Linked DNA regions of Mus musculus: region 1 is linked to region 2. The links are chromatin contacts, called in public Micro-C maps. All regions are on one chromosome and are shown on one strand. Each heading gives the region's core, a stretch centred on a gene start, on an enhancer-like site or on the middle of the called end of the contact. The rest is flanking DNA. Distances are from core to core; before and after follow the strand shown.

Region 1 (4,286 bases), core at 1,317-3,816, 140 kb after region 2:
CTTCAGTAGCTGTGGCCTCTACCAGCAGGCAGCCTGGGTCAGCAGGCAAAGGTGCAAGCTCCCCAGAAGCACAGGTATTCTGGACAGGGCCCAGGATTCCATGGTTTGAGAGAGGTGGGGGAATCAACAATAGTTCAGAGCACAGTCCATCCATCTCCCCAGTGCCATTAGCCAGCTGGGATGCCAACACAGGGTCTGTCATTATCACTGATTTGTGTGCTGTGGTCTCCTAAATGCTGACAAACCAGAAAAAAAAAAAAAAAGCTATATGTACATATATATATATATATATATATACACACACACAGTTAGAACTCTTAATTTCTCTTAAGCTGGCCCACACATTTAATCATTTCCTTCTATAGCAACATGCCACACTTTATTATTCTAAACATTTTCAAAACAACATTCAATACAAAAATATGAGATTAAAAGTCAGAATTAGTAGAGAACCAACAAGCTGAGGCTGACTAAATTAAAGATTACAGGTTCTGGTTCCTGCAAAGTAACCCTGGCAACAAAACTGAGTGGGGTCAAAGGCTCTCTCTCTTACTACTCGATGGTCTCATTATTCCTCAGTATAGATATGATACGATTCCTTCACTTATGGTCCTCATTGACCTACCTCCCCAGGCATCCCTCCCACTCTGCCCTCCTAACCTGATGATCTGCCATTCTCTGACTCACTTTTTTGCTTACAGACCCTTCTACTTTCTCACCCCTCCCATTCAACCCATCAAAATCTCTTGTCTAGCTAGTCAGATACTCCTTAAGAAAACAAACATTTCTGCTATGAGTGTGTCCTAACATTCTTAATTTTCTCTTTTCTGTTGTCCTGAAAGCCTTTGTATGTAGTTCTGTCAGAAACCACACTGTGCTGTTGTTTCTCTATCAATCTCCCTTCCTAGATGTATAGTTCAGCTGTCCAGAAAATGGTGGTGGACTCCCTGAAGCTGGGGTGCTTGTCAGACACCTGATTTGGGGGGCTGAAAACTGAACTCAGGCTCTCAGAAAGAGCAGCATTTACTCTTAACCACTGAGCCATTTCTCTAGTCTCACACTTTTTAAAAAATGTGTTGTTAGGGATCAAACCCAGGGCTTTGTGCATGCCAGGCAAGCACTGTACAAATGATCTATCCCAATACTGAATGTGGAGCTTTGAGGAGTTTATTGGCATTTTTCACTTCACTGGACCCTAAGCATCAACAAGCTAGGTAAGTTAGACAAAATGGAAATTCTAGTGGACCAGCTGAGTTGCAGTAAACCCAGATCTTTTAAACTAAGGTATCAAGCCAGTGGTTCCTCAAATACAAGGTAAATTTCCAATTCACTAACTTACTAAAGCCTCCAGTGGGAACACAACTGAGAAACAAAGGTATTAAACTGCATGTCCTGTTCAACTCGACTGAAATAAATGAGATAATCTTTTTAAACTTCCAGGACTCAGGAGGCAAAGGCAGGCAGGTATCTGTGAATTTGAGGCCAGCCTGGTCTACATAGTGAGTTCCAGGACAGAGCTAAACAGTGAGGCCCTGTTTCAAACAAAACTGGGTCACTGAGTATGTGCCAGGTGAGAGTGGCTAGTTCTCATTCTACAGAATCCCTCCACGTAAAAACAGCACGAGGGCTGTAGGGATGGCGCAGTGATGAAGAGCACTGACTGCTCTTCCAGAGGTCCTGGGTTCAATTCCCAGCAACCACATGGTGGCTCGCAACTATCTGTTAATAGGATCCGATGCCCTTTCTCCTGTGTCTGAAGAAAGCAACCGTGTACTCACATACATAAAATAAACAAATATGTCTTTAAAAAGCATAACAGCAGGAACAGACAGCAATTCAAGAAGGAGGCAGGGAAGTGCACTTCCGTGGTCAGCGAGGCTTTTTGGAAATCACAGCCCCCACGGACTACTAATTATTGCTGCTCTAGGCGGTCTTCCAGCCCATCACATGGCCTCAGGAAGATGCGGGGGAGGAGGTAGGAGAGAGCCAGAAAGAAGTAACGTGCTTTTGAGACTGGAGAAGCAAGGGATACCGAAGCCTGGGGAACAAGGCAACCCTGCGTAGGCACCTCAGTTCCCACGCGCCTCTGGGCTTTGACTCACCGTGTAGCCTTGAGTCGATGCACTTGCCTCGCTTCTCAGGACCTCAGCTTTCCTGTCTGTAAAGTGGAGGCGGCGGCGACGACAGCTTTTACACTGTGGGGCGACAGCCAAGTCACGAGATACAGCGGAGGAGAAAGGCGTTTTGGAACCTGCAAGGCTTGGGATGATGCATCGTCACGGTTCTGGTCCTGAGGAGAGGCAGCGGATACCCGGGCGGGGCCCGGAGCTGTGACGCGACTGAGACGCCCGAGTCCAGCAGAGATGCGCCCGCGCCCCTCTCACCGGCGCGCTCCCCGCAGCACCTCCTCCCGCGGGCTCCACCTCCAGGGCCCACTCAAGCTGGAGCTAGAGAAACTTTTACCTTCAGCTCACAGCGCCCGCACTTCCCCTGGTTCCCGCCGACAGCCGCTCTCTCACCTCCTACCCGTGGGCTGGCGGGAGCTGCATCTCTATGGTCCGACTGGGACTGGAGTGGCTCCTCGGGGGCCTTTGATGTGGCCGCCCCCGGCCCAGGCGCCTCTAGGAATCTGACGTGTGGCAGCCACTCTGTCTCTCTTCAAGGCCCGTGCTACTCTATGGTTTCCCCTCTATGTCCTTGAGTACCCCCCTTCTGAAGCCCCAAAGCGGAACCATCGAGAATTGCAGGGAAGAGTGGCAAGGACTCCGTGGTGGGTGTGGCCGGAAGTAGATGCAGCAGTCCGGGGCGGGACTAGCGGCGCTGCCTCTTCGTAGGCCCGGCGAAACCATCGAGTGTGAGGGCCAGAGAGTCATGGAGGGAAGGGGGCGGAGTGACAGATTTCTCTCTCCCACGTTCCTGGAAGCGCGAGCAGGTCTGTGTATAGGGTGTCCGGGAGTCAGCTGCTGTGTGTCAGGGTTCGGGAGCCGGGGGCCAGGAGATCTTCGTCAGCGGCTCTCCATGCAAAGGTGCTTTGGAATTCTGGATCACAGCTCCGAGCCTTAGCGGAGGTCACGGCTGTCAATTCACCAGTGGGCCGGTGTGCCAGGCAGAGGAGTGGCAGTGGAGAAGTGTTGCAAGGAGAGGTGTTCTGGAAATAATTGCCATTTTGTCCCCTTAGGCATTGTCTTAAGTTAGGCTTAGTCACATCTTAATTGGGTTGAATTTGAAAAAGGCTCCAAAAAAAAAAAAAAAGAAAAAGAAAAAGGCTCCGTGGAAGAAGTAGACTATATGATCTCAATGAAAAAGAATGCCTAGAATAAAGGGGTGGGGGTCATTCGGTACCAACAGAACTGAGAGAGCTAGAAGTAGGTAGTGATTTGCTAGTAAAGGTACGCATTCTAATGTAGGCATCCCTGCGTATCCGGCTGTGGTATTTGAACCCAATGGGAGCAAGGCACCAAGGGTGCTGGAATACAAGTGACAGAATTGTAGCGTGTCTGGGATTGGTGGGTTTGGATGATGCAGGTGCTGAAGGTCCATTCAAATATCACCTCAAGAACCAAAATAACTTGCAAGAAATAGTTTAGGTGAGAAGTAATAAATGTCTGTACAGGACATTAGGAACGGGGTGTAAGGGAGAGGATATTTGAAAGACATTTCTGATGGTAAGGCATGTGGTCATTGACAGAGCAATGGAAAAATCACCTTTGCCGATTCCATTCAGTGGGGACCCTTCTGTCTAGCTCTTGCCAGGGACCAGAGTCTTGCCTTTCTAGTATCCTGATGTGGAGCTGGGTACATTGCTTTTTGGAATTGAGAAACTCTCCAAAATGGCCTTCTGGCAAAAGGTCTAACTGAAGAGCAAAATGGATTGAAGAGCCTGGGGTGTTTGCTGTGGCATTCCAACACCATTCCTACTCCACTGAAACACAGTCCTGCTGACCTGTCCATCTTGCTTCTGTGGGAGGGAGCGGAGCAAGATTGACTGGTCTAGTTTCTATACTAGTCTTATGCTTTCTTCCAGTTCTGCTACAATCCATCCCTCGGTTTTGACAGTGCCTCAGAGCCTATAAGCATCTGTGCTGCTTCTTTTCAAGATGCCATTTTCAGACTTTGTTCTGGCCCTTAAAGACAATCCCTACTTTGGGGCTGGATTTGGGCTGGTAGGTGTGGGTACGGCTCTGGCTATGGCCCGGAAAGGAGCCCAGTTGGGTCTAGTGGCATTCCGGCGCCATTACATGATCACACTGGAAGTCCCTGCCAGAGACAGAAGCTATGCCTGGTTG
Region 2 (4,410 bases), core at 997-3,496:
TCATCTTCCTTCTGTTCCCAAGCCTCCTACAGAGAGAAGAACAGGAACAAGTGTTTAAAGAGGCACAGCACGCTGCTCTGAGAGCACTTGCTTGCCATGCCTTCCCTAGCTTTACAGCTATCTGGACTCTGACCTATGTGGAATAGAAGCTTGTTTCTTTTCAACACTGTCCTCTTAAAACATAACGTTGGGGTTTTTATTTCCTCTGGTCAATAACATTGTCAAGTCATTCAATGTGACTGTATGGCGTATTTTTTTTTTTAAATATAAAAAAATGCCAGGCACAGTGCTGCAGAAATGGCTCAGCAGTTAAGAGCACTGACGTCTAGAGATCCTGAGTTCAATTCCCAGCACCCACATGGTGGCTCACAACCCTCGGAAATGGGATCTCTTCTGGTCTGAAAACAGCAGCAGTGTAATCATTCACACCTAGCAAACTACTTACTTTCTTTTCCCTGGACTTAGCATTTATCACCCTTTATGGTACAGATGTAAACACTGCTACACTGCAGATTTCAGACAACCTACAGTGAATATACTTATTCTTTTTCAATAACTACTTATAAGTAGTGTAGAACACAACTGGCTCTCCTGAGCGGATGATGAACACTTCCATCCAGGAGACACTCATACCCTGTGTGTGACAGCAGAATGAGCAGTATCCCTACAGGTTACCGAGCCATCTATTTCTACTTTATTCTAACTAAAGAAACCAGATCCACAAGACAGGTTTGGCAGCAATACTAAATGAAGACCCTTGACTGTCATTTTTCTGAAACAGCAAAGGTATTCTTAGGAAAAAATATAAGTAGGCTGGGCAGTGGTAGCACACACCTTTAATCCCAAGCATTTGGGAGGCGGAGGCAGGCAAATCTCTGGGTTCAAGGTCAACCTGGTCTACAGAGCATGTTCTAGGACAGACAGGTCTACACAGAGAAACCCTGTCTCAAACAAAACAAAATAAGAAAAAAAATGTAAATAAAAATGTTTGAGCCGGGCAGTGGTGGTGTATGCCTTTAATCCTAGCACTTGGGAGGCAGAGGCAGGAGGATTTCTGAGTTCAAGGCCAGCCTGGTCTACATAGTGAGTTCCAGGACAGCTAGGGCTGTACAGAGAAACCCTGTCTCGAAAAACCAAAAAACAGGAAAAAAATAAAATGTTTAACTGCCTTTATGACTGGGGACAAAGTTCAGTAGTAAAATCCTTGTATAAGGACCTGGGTCCCATCTCCAGCGTCACATACATGTATCTTATTACACTGTAAGTAGAAAAGCACTGCTTATAAATAAAAGGTTAGAAGAACCGATTGAGATTGTAAAGGAGCTCTTCTCAATCTTAGTTGTTCATTAGAATCACCAGGGAAGACTTTTAAAATCTAGATTAAAAGAAAGAGAAATCCAGATGCCCAGTCCATATCCAAGGTTTATCCTTTAAAGATTTATCAGTATTAGGACAATTCAGGCATCAGTATTTTTGGAGCACCTCAGGTAACTTTAAAACATAATCAAGATTGAAAAGCACTGGTCTGCCAGGTGGCTGGGGTGCTCACCTTTACCACCAGCCCTGGGAGGCAGAGGCAGGCCAATCTCTCTGAGTTCAAAGGCAGCCTAGTCTACAGAGATAGTTCCAGGACAGTGAGAACTACATGAAGAAACTCTTTCTTGAAAAACAAAACGACAAAAAAGCAAAACAAACAGACAAAATAAGGGTCCAATCACCAGAATTTAAAAATTATTAGATTTTAGATATTTGTGGTCAAATAATTTATAGTAAAAGAAATATTGTAAAAAAAATAACCAGGGCTGAAGAGATGGCTCACAACCAGAAAATAACCAAACAATAATCTACCACTCATAAAATCATGGTGAGGTACTTGTTGACAGCTTGCAGAATAAAGCTAATGGAATAATCTTTAACATCCCTATAGCATATAACATGGCCAACAATATTTTATTCCATTTTAATAATAAAAACCCTACTAATTTAATAACTGTTCCAGTCCAAACAAGCCCAAATAATTTTTTTCCAATAACTAATTGTATGTAGCTATCTAGGAGCAATGAATGACTAACACACAGTAAATGATTAACACGCCAGTCTTTGTGATTCCACTCCTGGAAGCATGGAAGCAGCAGCAACAGGAAGAAAGTGTCTTACTTGCTCTTGAAGGCTCTGAGCCAGTGCTTGCTGCAGCTCCTGCTCTTCTCTTTCCCGGTCTACGTCATACTGCTGGAGCCAATCAACCTCTCCCTGAGAGCCTTCTGGAGTTTTGTTTTCTTTATTCTCATCACAGTCTTTTGTTATCTCAGTAAAACTAGCAGGACCTGAAAAGCAAAACATTATTTTGGAGAAACCCTGAACTTTGTGGACTCTAGTGACACCTACTGTTAAGAAAGAGTAATTTACCTTGCCCTCATTAACACTATAGGTTAGGGTCTAATGTAGCTCAGGCAGGCCTAGAACTTTCTAAGTATCTGAGGATGGCCGAGACTTTGACCTCCCATCTACACTTCCTTGATGGGATTACTGTACACACCATCATGCTTGGTTTGGGGATGCTGGGTTTTGTGCATGGTGGGCACACAGCTACTAAACAAGCTACCAAGCTACTATACTCCCAGTTGTACTTAGAATTTTTTGGGACAAATAATTTCATCTTACCACATCTATATCAGGGTTTCTCAGGCTCAGTATCATTAATAATTTGCATGAGGTGCCGATGAGGCCTTTTGGGGAGTGGGAAATGGAGAAGTGTGTATGCTGTAAATTTTAGCAGAATTCCCCAGACTCTCTGAGATAGGAGAGCCACCTTACAGGAATTAAAGATCCCTTTCATCTATGGAAATGGAAGTGGCTCATGCCAGAAGTAGTCCATGTCTCTCTATTTGTGACGACCATTCCAGGGCAGCAGAGAATGCCCTTGATTTAGAAGCACTGACCCACAGAATGGTTCTGAAAACAAAGAATGACTATGACCAAGTGATATGCATTATAGAGTGACTAACAAGAGCAGGGGAATACATTGCATTAAGAGGAAATAAATACCTCAGAAGAACACCATCAGCTTTTTGGGTTTTGTTATCCTGAGGATACACTAATTATTATTTTACTTGCATATAAAGTAATTTGAAATTAAGACGCTCTGACTCCACAAAAATCTAGAAAATAATTTTGCGATATCGCTCTATGACTTCCATGTCCAAATGTGAGGGCTTTAGGATAACTTAGAAGCTGCATGTCAGTAAAGGCTCTGGAACACATGTTTTGTGTAACAGATACTTATCTTGGTGAACCTTACCTGGCTCAGTGATTGTTTTGGACTTCTCAATTTCCATAGCATCTGGATTTTCAGGCATTTCTGGAATATCATCTTCTGCAAAGCCGGTGTCCGGACTGCTGGTTGGCTTATCATCATCTTCAGGGCTAAGTACCGGCGAAGCTTCTCTCCTGCTTATCTCTAACACAGCTGCCAGCACCTCTTCCTCACTCATTCTGTCAAATCCTGAGTTCTCCAGTTCTGCCTTCCCAGGCTCTAATCTGCACAATTTCAAATCCTGAAGAAGAGCATTACTTTTACAAGAAGGCAAAATGTCCATTAATATACCCAATGTCTACCAATATGAATGTCAATCAATCAATATAGCTAATGCTCAACACTATATCTAATATACTCTAGAGTTTAAAGTGGGAACTGGGAGGCTAGAAAGATGGCTACACACACAATTTAAAAATAAGAGTGTGGAACTGAATTTGTGTGCTACCATGTCTGGCTTCTGTGGTGCTGTTGCTCACACCCATAGCTTCATGTACTAGGCAAGCACTTTACCAACTGAGCTACAACTCCAAACTGAACAGTTTTGCTTGATTACAACAGTGCCAAGTATACCCTTTAAAGAAATGTGGAAGGTAAACACTGCTAAAATAAAGTTACTCAAAACAATAAGTTAACTGGGTGTGGTGGTGCATGCCTGTAATTCTAGCACTTAGAAGGCAGAGGCAAGAAAACTGTTGTAAGTTCTAGGCCAGCTTGGGCTATAACATGAAATCCTGTCTCAAAAAAGCCCAAAAATCAAAAGATTAGTCAAAGGTAATAAGTACTAGATATACATGGATTATACTGTAAACATTCTTTTTATTATCCTAAATATTCTATTTTAAATGCTGGCTGGCAGAGTCAGATTATATAGCTCTGACTGGCCTGGAACTACTATATGAACCAGACTCACAGATAGCCACCTGTTTCTGCCTCCTAAGTACTGGGACATCACCTAGTAATATTGTCTAGTCTTAAATGAGAAAAATGAAAACTACACAAGATTATATAAATCATAAAAATATATGGAGTTCCTTTTATTCTAGGAGAATTTCTAGTATTCTTTCATATTCCAGGGAAGCAATTAGAACCCTTCA

Evidence for each region. Hi-C and Micro-C count contacts between places; a contact is called where the count stands out from the background.
Region 1: a contact with region 2 is called in a Micro-C map of granulosa cells, with 2.4 times the contacts expected there. The contact joins the promoter of Zfp142 here to the enhancer-like site in region 2. A contact is called at or near these places in 6 of 39 promoter capture datasets (the HPC-7 cell line, cranial neural crest, frontonasal cranial neural crest and 3 more), 35 of 484 Hi-C or Micro-C datasets (the AML12 cell line, B cells, the Ba/F3 cell line and 23 more), 8 of 115 datasets of contacts at active chromatin or transcription factors (the 230-238 cell line, astrocytes, bone marrow-derived dendritic cells and 3 more) and 4 of 9 other capture datasets (adipose tissue, embryonic stem cells, liver and 1 more).

What each region holds. Positions count from the first base shown.
Region 1 is chr1:74,585,462-74,589,747 of GRCm38.p6, forward strand. Zfp142 (zinc finger protein 142) reads right to left here and starts at 2,567. Exons shown (of 9, transcript NM_001310668.1): 1 at 2,103-2,567; 2 at 1-236. The coding sequence starts at 202. It overlaps Bcs1l (BCS1-like (yeast)), which reads left to right and starts at 2,828. Exons shown (of 8, transcript NM_001305652.1): 1 at 2,828-2,932; 2 at 4,025-4,286. The coding sequence starts at 4,098.
Region 2 is chr1:74,450,530-74,454,939 of GRCm38.p6, forward strand. Usp37 (ubiquitin specific peptidase 37) reads right to left here. Exons shown (of 24, transcript NM_001310662.1): 18 at 3,299-3,554; 19 at 2,158-2,324; 20 at 1-26. Among named protein-coding and RNA genes, the nearest start is that of Vil1, 43 kb to the left of the region's middle. Within about 2 kb of position 2,247, at least 51 of the 459 cell types and tissues checked have an H3K27ac peak or open chromatin away from gene starts, as enhancers often do. A contact at or near this core is called in adipose tissue, bone marrow-derived macrophages, granulosa cells and 2 more, where this site is marked.